Regions from separate parts of the Danio rerio genome. Here region 1 is linked to region 2. Evidence: chromatin contacts called from public Hi-C data. All regions are on one chromosome and are shown on one strand. Each heading gives the region's core, a stretch centred on a gene start, on an enhancer-like site or on the middle of the called end of the contact. The rest is flanking DNA. Distances are from core to core; before and after follow the strand shown.

Region 1 (7,291 bases), core at 4,267-6,766, 79 kb before region 2:
TTGTAATTTAGAAAGGTTGTAAAGTAGAACACTATCTGATAAAATAGGCTTATTTTATAAAACAATTATATATTATAAACTTCATAATCCAACACATAAGCACAGTTTGAAATGAGTTTGTTCAAATTTTAAAATGTCAGATTTATAGGTTTAAAAATTATTGTGTCAGAAATTAAAAGGTTTTTTTTTTTTTTTTTTGCTTACAAGCTAATGCATTCTGCTTTAAAAAAAAAAAAACATGATCAGAATTGTTGGGAAAAACATCGTAATTGTTTGTGTCAAATTCAACTTATTTCTTTAAATGTACTGTCTTTCTAATTGGAACATATATACTCACTGTCCATAAGTCTCAGGCCACCACCAGCATTAGAAGTCGAAGATTTTTGCACGAAAAGGTATGGAACAAGTGCAGGGCCATTACTCTTGGGTGAACTATAATATACAAACAGAAAATATGGGAAATTCACATAATATTCAGAACAAAACTACATTTGGAATCAAAAGACTAGCATCAAAAGTTTGTTTAACGTGACCTGTTTACCACCAAGCAACAACTTTTTTTGTTTAGTCTTTTATGAAATGATGTGCTAATATCAAACATATTTTAGCATTTCTCAGAGTTCCTCTTAGATTTAGCATGTTCTATCTTTATTTTTCTCGCCAGGTGAATTTTATATTGCATTTAATATTGACTATACATACTTTATTTAATATTTAGGTCTGGACTCTGTGGAGGCCATTTCATGACTGTCTGGGTTTCATCAGCTGTTTTTCTCTCTAGATATGATTTCATTACATTAGCAGTGTGTTAGTGATCATTATGCTGAAAAATCAAACTATTATAAATTAGGTGCTTTCTAGAAGGAATTGCATGACGAATTATAACCTATTTGTACTTTTCAGCATTCACATTCCCATCGATTCTGGCAATATTGACAACAGCTCTGGCAGAAATGCAGATCAAACCAAGACAGAAACTTTATTTTTCTCAGAAACTATTTCTCATTCATTCTTTTATCTTTCTCCAACTCTCTTTCATGTCTTAAACAATTAGAGCCAAAGAATCCAACTTGAACCTGTATTTTCTGGTTGTATTTAATCAAGAGAATGAGAAGAAGCGTATTATACCATCACTAAAAGTACAAATGTAACTGGGGGCCTAAGACTTTTGCACAGTGTATGTGACTGATTCAATAAATGAAATCCAAAATAGTGGATGGAGCAAGTAAAAAAGACAATTTTACACAAAGCATTTATTTCTTTCTACCCGGGGACAGTGCTCTCCTGGTGAATCTCGTACTGCATATAATATTGCCAATATACAAACCTTATGTAATATTCAGGTCTGGACTGAATGTGAAGGCCATTTCATGACTGTCTTTGTTTCATCAGCTGTTTTACTCTCCAAATATGATTTCATTACATTAACAGTGTGTTAGGGATCATTATCATGCTGAAAAATAAAACTATTAAAAATTAGGTGCTTTCACGTAGGATTTGCATGACGAATTATAACCTGTCTGTACTTTTCAGCATTCTCAATCCCATCAAATGCCAGACTTACAGATCAAACCAAAACAGAAACACCAGTATTTTTTATACATTCTTTCATCTTCCTCTAACTCGTTCCTTCAGATCCAAAAAATCCAACTGGAACTTGTATTTTCTGGTTGTTTTTAATATAGAGAATTTTAAATAATTATACCCTCACTAAAACAACAAACGTTACCGGGGATCTAAGACATGCACAGTACTTTATACTCTAAAAAGAAATTAATATTTTTCTTAGTTTGTTGCAAAAGCCAGATGAACAATTTTATAAAATAAGATGTCTGTAAGCAATTTTTTAAAAATCAGTAATTATATAAATTCTAAATATTGTAGAAAGGATAATTCAGAAAAAGGGCAGAATACAATTACCTGCATCTATTTATCAGCAAATTTTGTCAGAACTTATTTCAAATTATTATTATTATTTTTATTTTACTCTTAAGAGCTAACGTATGTTTCTTTTTTAATTTACTTAATGCCGAATAGGCTAATACATTTGCCAAAAACCACAGCTCAGCCATATGAAAAATACTGTCATCCTCTTGTGTCAAATACATTCAAGTTTTTTCATAAAATAACCATTCCTTTAAATAAAAAACAAATATATACTTGTAAATAAGTAGACAAATATTTTATTGTCATTGGAACTATACATTTCTTTGCAGTTTTATTTGTTATTTAGAAAAGTTGGTTAAGCTGAAATAACACAGTGGTATAAAATAAGCTTTCTAGTATAAAACAGTTGTATAAAGCCTGCTGTCTTATCTATAATATCCTTACATTGAAATGACATTGTTAAATTATACAATTTAAAGACAGATTTGACTATTTTGGAATTGATCATTTGAACCTGAAAACAACAAGACCTGAAAGAACGAGATTCTGTTGAGCGTTAAAAAAGTGTGAAAAAAACAAAGCCTAAAAGCGAATTTCCTCAGGGTTTGTATCTCAGCATTTCATCTGTTTTAAGCAGGGAGTCATGAGACCTATGATGAAAAAAGCAGGGGAGGCATGACTCTGTTGACTGCAAACAGCGAGATCTTTTGTCCTTTCAGACTGTGACAGAAAAGTTTAATTCTCTTCACACAGCTATCGCCTTGATAAGATCCTGTGTTTGAAATATATAAATAAAGAAGTCTCAACGGGATGATAAACAACTGCAAAAGTCTCAGCTGAAAAGACTCAGTCTTGTCAATACACACATATAAACTACATTTCTCAGTCATCATATATCATCATAAAGCATGATGTTTTCTGTAAAACGTTTTGGAGCCATTACTATAGGATTCAATCTACAGGATTTTTTTTGGGAGCAAAATGGGTTCCTATTCAGGTCCGGAATTCATTGTGACACTTTTCAAAATCCTAAACATGATTTTATAAATATGTTTACTTTATCTTGTGAAAATTTTTCATCACAACTGTGCTGAATTAACCTTTAACAATACAAATATTGATGTTTGCAGCATGATTTCTTTAATTATTATGATTTCTTTTTATACTAGAATTAGATTAAGCATTAGAATAAGATTATAAATCAATTATGATTAATTATGATAAAATAATTAAATTTTTTAAAAACATCACAATGTCCTAAATAAGATTCTAAAAATCAAGTGAGATCCCACTGGATAGGGAGATAATTAAAAAAATAATCACAACCCTCATGAAAAAATACTAAAGTAATAATATATAGTAAATAGTACATTGTTTTTGAACCATATTGAATTGATGTGCTGTGATAATTCTATAAACAAGCAACAGATATTTTCTACAATTAGGGTATATTATACTCAAAGAATATTATGAATATATCAAAGGAACTTTATTATACTACAAAACACCACAGTTAGCAGTAGTTAAATAGTTTGTTAACACTACAATATGCTGTAAAATTCAATAACAAAATGTTGTAAATATACCATAATATTAATTAATTTTCTTTCGGCTTATTCCCTTTATTCATCAGGGGTCGCCGCAGCAAAATGAACCCACAAATACCATAATATACAGTTTTATACACTTTACTCTAGTATGGTTCAAAATCACTACAGTATTTCCAGTAAAAGACTACAACTTCTTCATGTGAGAATGTCCACAAGGATTCTAAGAAACCAATATAATATAACAAACTTCCAGCAGGATTTTAGTTCAATTTTTTTTAATTACCCAGTTCAACGTAATTCCAGACAAGAAACAATTACTATAACATCTAGGGTATTTTAATATTTTGATCTTGTACGTTGCCAAATCCTTGACGACATTATAGGCCTACTATTATTCCTGAAATGCGTTTGACAAAATAAATGTTATTTATTACATTAATTTACTTCCTGTTTAAAATATTTTTTGTTTCATTCTGAGTGTAGAAAAACAAACAAACAAACAAACAAACAAACATTCTTCATGTGAGAATGTCCACAAGGATTTTAAGAAACAAATGTCTGATATTGAACTTCCAGCAGGGTTATAGTGCAATTTGTAGTTATTATTACCAAGTTCAAAGTACTGTAATTCCAGACAAGAAACAATTCCCATCACATGCAGGATATTTTAACATTTTGACTTTATACTCTGCCAAATTGTCAACAATGACATTATATGTCTACTATTATTCCTTAAATGTGTTTGACAAAATAAATGTTATTTATTACATGTATTTACTTACTGTTATATTTAACTTTTGTTTTATTATGAGAATAGAAAAACAAACAAACACACAAACAAATAAACATTTTTTTTATGTGAGAATGTTCACAAGAATTCTAAGACACCAATATAAGATAACAAACTTCAGCAGGATTTTAGTACAAAAATTTAGGTTTAATTACCCAGTTCAAAGTAATTCCAGACAAGAAACAATACTATAACATGCAGGATATTTGAATATTTTGATTTTATACGTTGCCAAAATTGACAAAATAAATGTTATTATATTTATTTACTTACTGTTATATTAAATTTTAATTTTATTCTGACATTTTTTTTTAATGTTTGTTTGAAGTTTATTCCTCGCCACTCGCCACTGGCTTGCATGGTACAGGATTTGTGTGCACATTGATAGTTTTGCTCTTCGGTATTTGGACTTTCAGCAGTGAAAATTAAACCGGACTCAACTGAACTAAACTGAACTTCAACTCTGAAAACTGAACTTACACAGTTTCAATTTACTATAACCTTCTATGTTAAGCGGCTTTGACACAATCTACATTGTAAAACTGCTATAGAAATACAGATGAATTAAAGTGCAGTTTTAGTTATTATTACCCAGTTCAAAGTAATTCCAGACAATAAACAATTAACACATGCAGGAAATTTTTATATTTTAAATTTATACTCTGGCAAATTGTTGACGAAGACAATATATGTCTACGGTTATTTCTAAAATGTGTTTGACAAAATTATTGTTATTTAGTACATTTATTTACTTACTGTTATATTAAATTGTTATTTTATTCTGAGAGTAGAAAAACAAATAAACATTTTATGTAAGAATGTCCGCAAGGAATCTAAGAAACCAATATAAGTTAACAAACTTCCAGCAGGATTTTAGTACATTTCTTTAGCTTTAATCACCTAGTTCAAAGTAATTCCAGACAAGAAAAAATTACTATAACATGCAGGATATTTTAATATTTAGATTTTAAACATAGGCAAATTGTCAACAACGACATTATATTCCTACGATTTTTCCTGAAATGTGTTTGACAAAATACATATTATTTGTAACAGTTATTTACTTACTGTTATATTAAATTGCTCTAATAATAGAAAAGCAAACAAACAAACAAACATTTTTTCCCTCACGCTTCCCTACATACAGCTGTGTGGGTAGACCCGCCCACTTATCCAAATCACCACGTACTGACGTTCACATTGACCAATAGAACACTTGATTGGCAACTTGAGCAGCCAATAGGACCGTGCATAAGGCGGGGTCTAAAGATCATACTTGGTTGAATGGCAATACAAAGAGAAGAAGCACCAAAACGGATGATAACGCTTAATCAATTCTATGGGTTTGGGTGTTGAGAATCCGCAGGGGAAGGACGTGCAGCCTGTCCGGCACTTCCAGCACGCGGCTCTGACCAAGCAGGGCGGATTTGACGCTCTCGTGGCGTGACAATTCATCCCTCATCCAGACGCCAGCGCTGATGGTGATGATGATGTTGCTGCTACTGCATCAGGAGCACTGGAGATCCCTATCTGCACAGCACGAATGAAGACTCCGTCACCAAAGGACACTTTGTGAGGTCATCTCGGGTTGACGCAACTTGCCATGCAGGAGTGTCGGAAAGCTGAGGTCTTCGCAGCAATCGTGATCATGTAATCACCATCTAGTGGGCTGCGACCACATATTCACAGGTGTACATCTTGCGTGGATCAATGCATCAATGCGCGCGCACCATGGAGTCGTGCTCCGCGCTCTCAGCTCTGGCCAAACCACACTTTCGCGGACACTATTTGCTCCTGTCACGAAAACGCGGAGGTCTGGCGTGATGGGTGAGGGGTCAGTTCACGATGATTCGGTCGAAATAAGGCTATCTTAAGCAGTGTGCGAATTATACAGTGACTTCGAGAGTGGGTGGAGTATTTTAAAGCGATTTAGGGGGGTTTGTTTTGAATTAATTTTGATAAATCGTTACATTTTTCAGTCTTTTGAAGTTGGTCTCGCGGGAACGCCAATTGTTGTCAGGGCTTAAGTTTTAAAACACTTGAGTTTTTGTGACACATTTGATAGAAATAGTAAAGTGACGATGTTTTGTGGACATAACGCTCGAGGGTCGCGTGTTGTTATGGTTTCCTCATCTGGCGAACGCGACTGTTTGGCGACAGGTAACGATATGCGCTGAATTATCGAACTGTATTAGCTAGTGCTGAAACCTTTGAAACGTATACAGCCGTCCTTAATTAAAATACTGTATTTCATAACCGTTTTAATTTCCTCTGGGTTATTCAGCCTTAATTAGAGGCGCCAATGCCCCTCTAACCCCCCTCGAAATGTATCCAGAGGTTTGTGTTTTTATGAACTGAAAAGTGGCGCACAATTACTCCCTCTGCCGTCCTCTGATACTTTACCCACCTGAGGATGCATCCCAAATGACTACTTTGTATATTTAATTACTTCTACAAAGCCATCCTTGTGTGCATAATGATGTAGATATGAGCGGTTTGATTTGCAAAACGTGTTTCTGTATCTCAGAGGGCTTGGCTGCCATAATCTTGCCCACTTTACATCGCTCCTAATTAGGAAATAAAGGAGAATGCAAACTCATCGGGTCACTTTTGTTATCCCAGTCCTTACCTTACAGATAACTTTAGTTTACTTTTAATCGTTTAAATCACCAGCTGACTTCAATTGGCAATGGCTTTACTATAACTTGCTCCACAAATGAGGCTAATATCAGTTGAAAGTTTATTTATGAGGGGACATGACTTGACTTTTCTATTTATACAGCGCGCAAGTAATTTATTGTGTTCAATGGAGCCTGTATTTGAACATTATCAGATATGTTTGTGTAGTAATGACAAGAAGTTCAACACAAACTGTTATTAAAACAAGCAAAGAGGATTTAGTGCACTAACTTTTGCGGCTACTTTATTTGAATACTGAACTCCTACCCCTTTCGATCCTCTTTCTTGCGTGTTAAAATCTTCATTAGGAAGTGAAACCCTGCGTAATTCGCACCCTGCGTTCATTTGCTGTATGTGATAATCGAGATCATGTCCAGATCTAACA
Region 2 (7,106 bases), core at 4,113-6,612:
ATGATTTGCATTATGTTCTGCAACACCTAGACAGACCAGGGAACTATGTGAGGATCTTGTTTGTTGACTTCAGCTCGGCTTTTAACACTATCATCCCAAAACTTCTCCTGCCCAAATTAACTCTGCTCTCTGTGCCCACCTCTGTCTGTCAGTGGATCAACCGCTTCCTAACGGACAGGCAGCAGCTGGTGAAGCTAGGGAAATTCTCATCCAGTATCCGCACAGTCAGGACTGGCGCCCCCCAGGGGTGTGTCCTCTCCCCACTGCTCTTCTCTCTTTACACAAATGACTGCACTTCAAAGGACCCCTCTGTTAGGCTCTTAAAGTTTGCAGACGACACCACACTTATTGGCCTTATTCAGGACGGTAATGACTCTGCTTACAGACAGGAGGTTAAGGAGTTGGCTGTCTGGTGCAGTCACAACAACTTGGAGCTCAACACACTCAAAACAGTGGATATGATAGTGAACTTCAGGAGAAACCCCCCCTGCTCTCCTACCACTGAGCATCATGAACAGCATTGTGGGAGCAGTGGAGTCATTTAGGTTCCTGGGCACTATCATCTCTCAGGACCTGAAGTGGGACACTCACATTGAATCCGTTGTCAAAAAAGCTCAACAGAGGATGTACTTTCTTCGTCAGCTGAGGAATTTCAACCCTCAAAGAAGCTGCTGAAACAGTTCTATACATCCATCACTGAATCAGTCATCTGCACATCAATAACTGTCTGGTTTAGCTCAGCTACCAAATCCAGCCTCCAAAGACTATGTTGAATAGTTCGGACTGCTGAGCGAATCATCGGTACAACCCTCCCTACTATCCAAGATCTGTACTTATCCAGAGCGAGCAGAAGGGCTTCCAAAATCACTCTGGACCTCTCACACCCAGCACACTGCCTCTTTGAACTGTTGCCTTCTGGTCGATGCTACAGAGCACTGCGCACCAGAACAGCCCGACACAGAAACAGTTTCTTCCCTCAGTCAATCAATCTCATGAACACTTGATTATAATAATTGTGGAACAAACATCACTACTTGCCATACACTTTATACACATATTCACTTATTCAACAACACACTTCACATGCCAAATTGCACATAACAGCTGCACATATAACATTGTATATAGTAATATAGCTCTACATACACTTGTCAATTTGTATATTTGCATTCACTACTTACTGCTTTTTTATATATTTATTATGTTTATTGTCCTGTCTCTGTAATTTTGTCGCACTGTAGAAGCTCTGTCACAAAAACAAATTCCTTGTATGTGCGAACATACCTGGCAATAAAGCTCTTTCTGATTCTGATAGAAATATTTGTTTTTGAGTAAACTATCCAACATGGGCTCATTCTGAAAACGTAGCTCTTTACATATACAGTACATCTATAGATTGAGAATTTTGTTGCCTGAAATACGTATATCTGCATTTCATCATTAAAATGATTGCTATTGGGTAGAATGACGCCATTCCTTTTAGCGCTTACCAGCTGACCGCTTGCCTCCGTATATGGACTGCTTTCCCGCTGTTACCAGTTTGTCCAGTTAGCTTGGCATGTATGTCTGCAGACTTGAGACAGAGAGAAGTTGACCACGACGGCAGGGTGCGAGTCAGGATGAGGATGTGGTTCAATATGAAAATGTGTTAAAAATCAAGCAAAGGTGTTTCTTTTTCTGAATTGGTTTTTAAAACTGTCGGTTGGGTTTAGGAAAGTAGGTGGGCGGGGTCAATCGGTGCTTTTGAAAACACTGTTGGTTGGGTTCAGGAAAGGAGGAGGGTGGTCAGTCAGTCGGTCAACTGCGGCCTCTGGCGGATTTACGTGAGAACAGCAGGCACAAATGGCACTCGTGAGAGAAATTTGAGATCTGTGTACACAGCGGCCTCTGGTGGATTTGTGAAAACAAAAACTGCAAAAAAATAAAATAAAAACATAGCTCCTGGGACACATTTGGCACTCTCCAGAAATATATATAGTGGTACATTTTCAAAATGAGCCTGGGTTGGAATAATTTTTTTTAATAAGGGCTGCATGGTTAATCGAAGGGAGTTTTCATATGAAATTTGTCAGTAAAGCTGGTTTTGAAATAAGCTGTAAATCTCCAGCAGTTTAATAACTGTTTGCGTCGCTTCATAGTGATTTACAGTTCTGTATTGCAGCTACTGTACTACTGAAAGTATGTGAAAATACCACATTTAATAGTGTTTTTACTTCAAAATAACCTCATAAATTCAGTCGAGTGTCTGAGTTAAATCCTTCTGTCAGATGATTCTGTAGCTTATTAGTCATGTTAAATTAATAAAAGCATTTAAAGCCTCAGTTTGATAATGTTGTCTGGCCTTCGTAGAAGATTTACAACTGATCCTGGCAGGATATGCATGATAATTGCAGTTTTTGATAAATTGTGAATTTATTTATTTTTTTATTTTTTTATTAAATTTTTTTGCAGGCCAATTTTAAAATGGCATAATATCATTTAGTATTCAGCAATGCCATGAATATGCAAATTAGTCACTGTCTCCACACCAACTCAGACAACACTGTCCACGTATCACTTGTTAATTTACATTTTACCTGTATGTATTTTCAGATGATATTTACAAATTAGGCAAAATAGAAGCAAATCAAATCAACAAATTGCCACAGTATGTACAGTATTTGGTTAGTGACAAACCACAGTTGTTATAGCATGGAAAACATCACAGTTTTTTTTTTCTTCGAAATAAATAAGAAACAAAATAAGTAGTTGGAAAATAGTTAAAATATGAGGTGCTAGTGATAGAGGGACAGGTGCTGAGGAAAAAGATAAGTTTTGCTGTAAAAGATTCAGCTGCTTGGGTTGACTTGGCCGAGTCTTTCAACCAGCTTGGATCAATAAAAGTGAAATTGATTGAAAGTAATTTTGTTCCTTTTTGGCTTAGCACCACAAAGTGCTGCTCACTTGCAGAATATTCTGGAAGACACAGAAGTATTGAATATAGGTAAATGGGTGCAGATTCAGTGGTTTGTTTCTAAAAGTGCTGGATTTAGAATAGGTTGTTAAATCAATAGGGTAAGCCTGCTTAAATGCTATGTAAAATAACATCCAGTTAAGGGATGTGTTTATGATGTGAGTGAATCCAGGTACAGCTGCATTAGTAAAACATTGTGATGGATACGACCTCCTACTATTACTTTCAAGCATTAAATGTGTTCTGTACAGTATGCGGGTGCTACAACCTGCAAGTTATTGATCAATTTCACCTGTTTTCTTTTCTATTTAACAGAGTAGAGTTGAGTAGCTGAGCCAGAGCTATCCATTAGTTTGTGTTTGTCCTCAAGGGCCAGCTTGAGCTTCATATTTACCATTACTGCTGCAGTAGTGCAGTTGAAACATCCAGTTTTTTTCAGAGAATTCACTTCTGTTGAGCTTCATCATCCTATTATGTGGATAAGATTGCAGCAAGTAAATGTCATATACTGTATAGGATGCTGTTTTGATTCAAATTCTTCGAGTCTGTTTCATGTTCATGGTTTACATATTTTGTAGTGTGTATTATATCCACCTTTGGTTTTGCAGTGCATGCCATTTTTCTGTCTTTTTACAGTAAGCATAATGTACATCAGCTGGCAACCAGGAGGATTGATTCATGTAAAAAAATGCCTGCTTGTTTTAATCCAATGTTGGGTCAAATAAAGATAACATTGAACCCAACATTGGGTTAAGTCTTTCAATCAAAAAATAAATGACACATTTTAACTGTAGATGCTGGATTTGTCCATATATGACGCGAACAAGCCAGCATATTTTGTAGTGTAAGAAGTAAAGGAGGCTGTAGTATGAACTCTCCTCCCATGTTAGGTTCATATGCGCGCATTGTTATTTATGCATATTTGATTACATAACCAGAGTGTGTGAAAAGTCAGCCAAACAAACAAGTAAACACTCAACTTTAATTTTTTTCAAGGAATATATGGACTTATGTTTGGATAGCGCTTAATATAACAAACTCAAATGTAATCATAATTTGTAAATATGTATCCAAATTCAGTGAGCTATAATGTTGAAAATCTGTGTTAAACATTTCTCGACATACTTATCCCAAAAATATTTAAGATTTAACTTCTAGATCACTTAGTGGCACAAGCTTAAAACTGTGTATGTATACAAGTATATACAACTTTCCTTAAAAAAAAAATCATTAAATAAAAATCAGTGAATAGTATTAACCAAAACTGTAATTATTCCAACAATGCCTCATTTGGGAGTTGTGAATGGGACATGCCTTACCAGTTTATTTTAAATCTAGAGAGAGTTACTTGTAGTGTTGTCAAAAATATTGATATTCTGAAAAGTATTGATATTGGAATATTTAAAATGATATGACCTTGGTTTGGTCCAGTTTCAAGACGGTTTCAATATCAATAATGCTTTAAGCGCTGCCGATATACGTGTTGTCCCTAAAATGTCTTTTATTTTTTGAATCTCTCAAGTAAATTGGCTAACACAATCTCACTCAGTTCATGCAGTTCAATATGTATGGTATCCTATTGGTTTCTTTGCAAATGATATCAAATATCGATATTTTTCAAGGTATTGTATCGATGTTAGAAATTTCAGTATCGTGACAACACTTGTTATTATTGAGTTGCTGCAAAGTATGCCAGGTTAGTGGCATTGAGTGTACTTGAAATAAGTTGAATTGACACTGGTGATATCTTTGAGTCTGAGCAGGTATAGACTTTCACTTGTTTTCTCGTTCACATCGCTCTTCAAGACCATAGTTAGTTGTTTGTTATTACTGAGTTGCTGCAAAGTATGCTAGTTTAGTGTACTTGAAATGAATTGATATGACATTGATGATCTCTTTGTGTTTTAGCAGATATAAACTTTAGGCCAAAAGTCAAACTCAATAACCCATACAGTATCATATCATATATAGTCACCCAAGTATTTTAAGCCGTCACTTGTTATCTCATTCACACTCCTCTGCAAGACTACAGTTTCAGATTCTTGGCTAACAGAGCCGCCAGCTGTTCTTATTCATAGGGTTTGCATCTGGCTTCAGGTTTGCTGCACTGGCAGCCCTTGACAGTGAGTGAGTGAGTGAGTGATTGGCTTCCCAGAGGGCCAATGACTGACCCATCCTCCTCTCCGCTAGCTTCATTATGTCCAACAAATTCAGCAGGTTGCATTAGTCCTCATCATGAATAACACATGAGATGAAGCACAAAAGGCTCATTTGAGAAGTGCGATGCATGCATTAATCCTCTAAAAACAAAGACATCCTAGTTCTTTTTTTCGCTGCTGTGCTAGCTGTTGGATCCCCCGCATTCTTACAGCCGAGAGAAGCACTATTGTACATTCCCTCCCACTCTGTGACACAGGGATTCCACCAGCTTCCTAAAAAGGACATTACGAAATGTGAAATGGGAGTGTATTAATAGAGTGCATTATTGCTCAGAAATATTTGCATCGCAGCATGTGTGTGTGTGTGTGTGTGTGTGTGTGTGTACACGTTTCCATGCCACTGATGAAAAGCCTCTGCATTCACTGCTGCAGACAACCAACAGTGCAGCTGCTGTAGTGCTAAATTTACACATGTAATCTGTAGAAATTAACAGAGTATTAAAAACCACAGGAAACGGAAGTAGCTGAGACTTTTATTTAATGACGTTGATGTACTTCAACTCAATTTTTCGTTTTAGTTGGGAACGGGGCTTCCATTCTGTGCATCATTCCCTCATAGTAAACTAATGGTAAGAGTGTGGTGTGGTTAAGAATATTGTAGCTGAAGCCGTCAAACTGACGTCAACATAAAATCACCAACACTCCAAATGCAAAGCATGCTCAGACTTTGAAGATGGCCAAACACTCTTTTTCAGTTAATAACTTGCACAGATTAATTGTTTACCTGAAGAATAACAATGAGTGCTTACAAAATAAACATTGTACATTTTAATTTCACAGTGAGTTTCAATCGTTTTCAGGGCCAGTCTTAGTCATTACTCATTTACTACTTTTCCACCAAATCAGTTCAAGTGCTGGTTTTTAACCAGAGCCAAGTTTTAAATAATTTTTTTTCTTTCGACAGTCTGACAGATCTGAACAAGGAAAAGTGGCGCTTAAGTAGCACAAAACATTGCTATGCAGGAAGAACCACTTGCTTCAGGGGCTGATGGTGTTTTGAACGCCATATTTGAAATAGCGGTGGAGCATAATGCTGAACACATCATTTATTAACAACACAGCCTCATTGTGGATATGTACCCTGTCTACATTTCTGGAGATCGCGAATTATGTACCCAGAGGTACGTCTGGCTGTATTTCGTGTTTAAAACGAACACTGCAGGTATGATGCTGCTAATGGCTTTTGTTCATTTAGCTCTACCCACAGCTTATCTCTGTATGGATGGCTTTTCTGGTGTTATCAGTTTGCCCAGTAGCTCGCCGCATATGTCGGCAGACTTGGGACACGAAGTACAGTTCCAGAAACCAGGTGAAACAAAAGCAAAAAATAAGTGAATAAAAACAACAGGCTGAAAACATGGTGAAATCATGCGGCCATGGCGGCTTTTCTTTTCCTAGATCGCTTTTGAAAACATTATCAGTTTGGTTTTGGGAAGGGGGTGGTTGGGTCAGCCGGTCAGTCATTCAGTCGACAGCAAGCTATATCTTTTGATATTACCTACATAATGAGTAAGAAGCCTTCAGTGCAGTGAGAAATGTACTTCTTTTGCTCACCTGGCCTTTGAAGGGAATTATTCATTTCTCCTCAACCTTTTTTTTTTTTTTCGACCCAGTTGTGTTATTGCTCAGATGACATGTCAAACAGGCACGGCTGCTCTTGCCAAATCACTAGTTTTTCCTCTATTTCTTGTGTCCAATTTGTCTGAAAAGAAGCCCTTTTAACTTATTCCCTAACCTCTCGCTGGCCTGCAGATACCTATACTAGTGGATGCTGCTCTCTCGTTGGCTGTAGGTAATCGCAGATGTTATTTTCAATCAGAACACATTTCACACTGCATGATTTAAACTGCTGACAGCTCCAGATATTTAGCATGCCAAATATCTCACAAGCGTCGGAGACTCATTGGTGATTCTCTCAGATCGCGTCTTTGACA

The links. A called contact is a pair of places that touch in the nucleus more often than the background predicts.
Region 1: a Hi-C map of fibroblasts shows a contact between it and region 2, with 2.5 times the contacts expected there. The contact joins the promoter of adcy5 here to the enhancer-like site in region 2. A contact is called at or near these places in 3 of 18 Hi-C or Micro-C datasets (caudal fin, fibroblasts and an unstated tissue).

What each region holds. Positions count from the first base shown.
Region 1 is chr9:39,734,631-39,741,921 of GRCz12tu, reverse strand. adcy5 (adenylate cyclase 5) reads left to right here and starts at 5,516. Exons shown (of 21, transcript NM_001171585.3): 1 at 5,516-7,291. The coding sequence starts at 7,276.
Region 2 is chr9:39,656,002-39,663,107 of GRCz12tu, reverse strand. All of the region lies in intron 1 of adcy5 (adenylate cyclase 5), which reads left to right. Among named protein-coding and RNA genes, the nearest start is that of adcy5, 77 kb to the left of the region's middle. Within about 2 kb of position 5,362, at least 9 of the 62 cell types and tissues checked have an H3K27ac peak or open chromatin away from gene starts, as enhancers often do.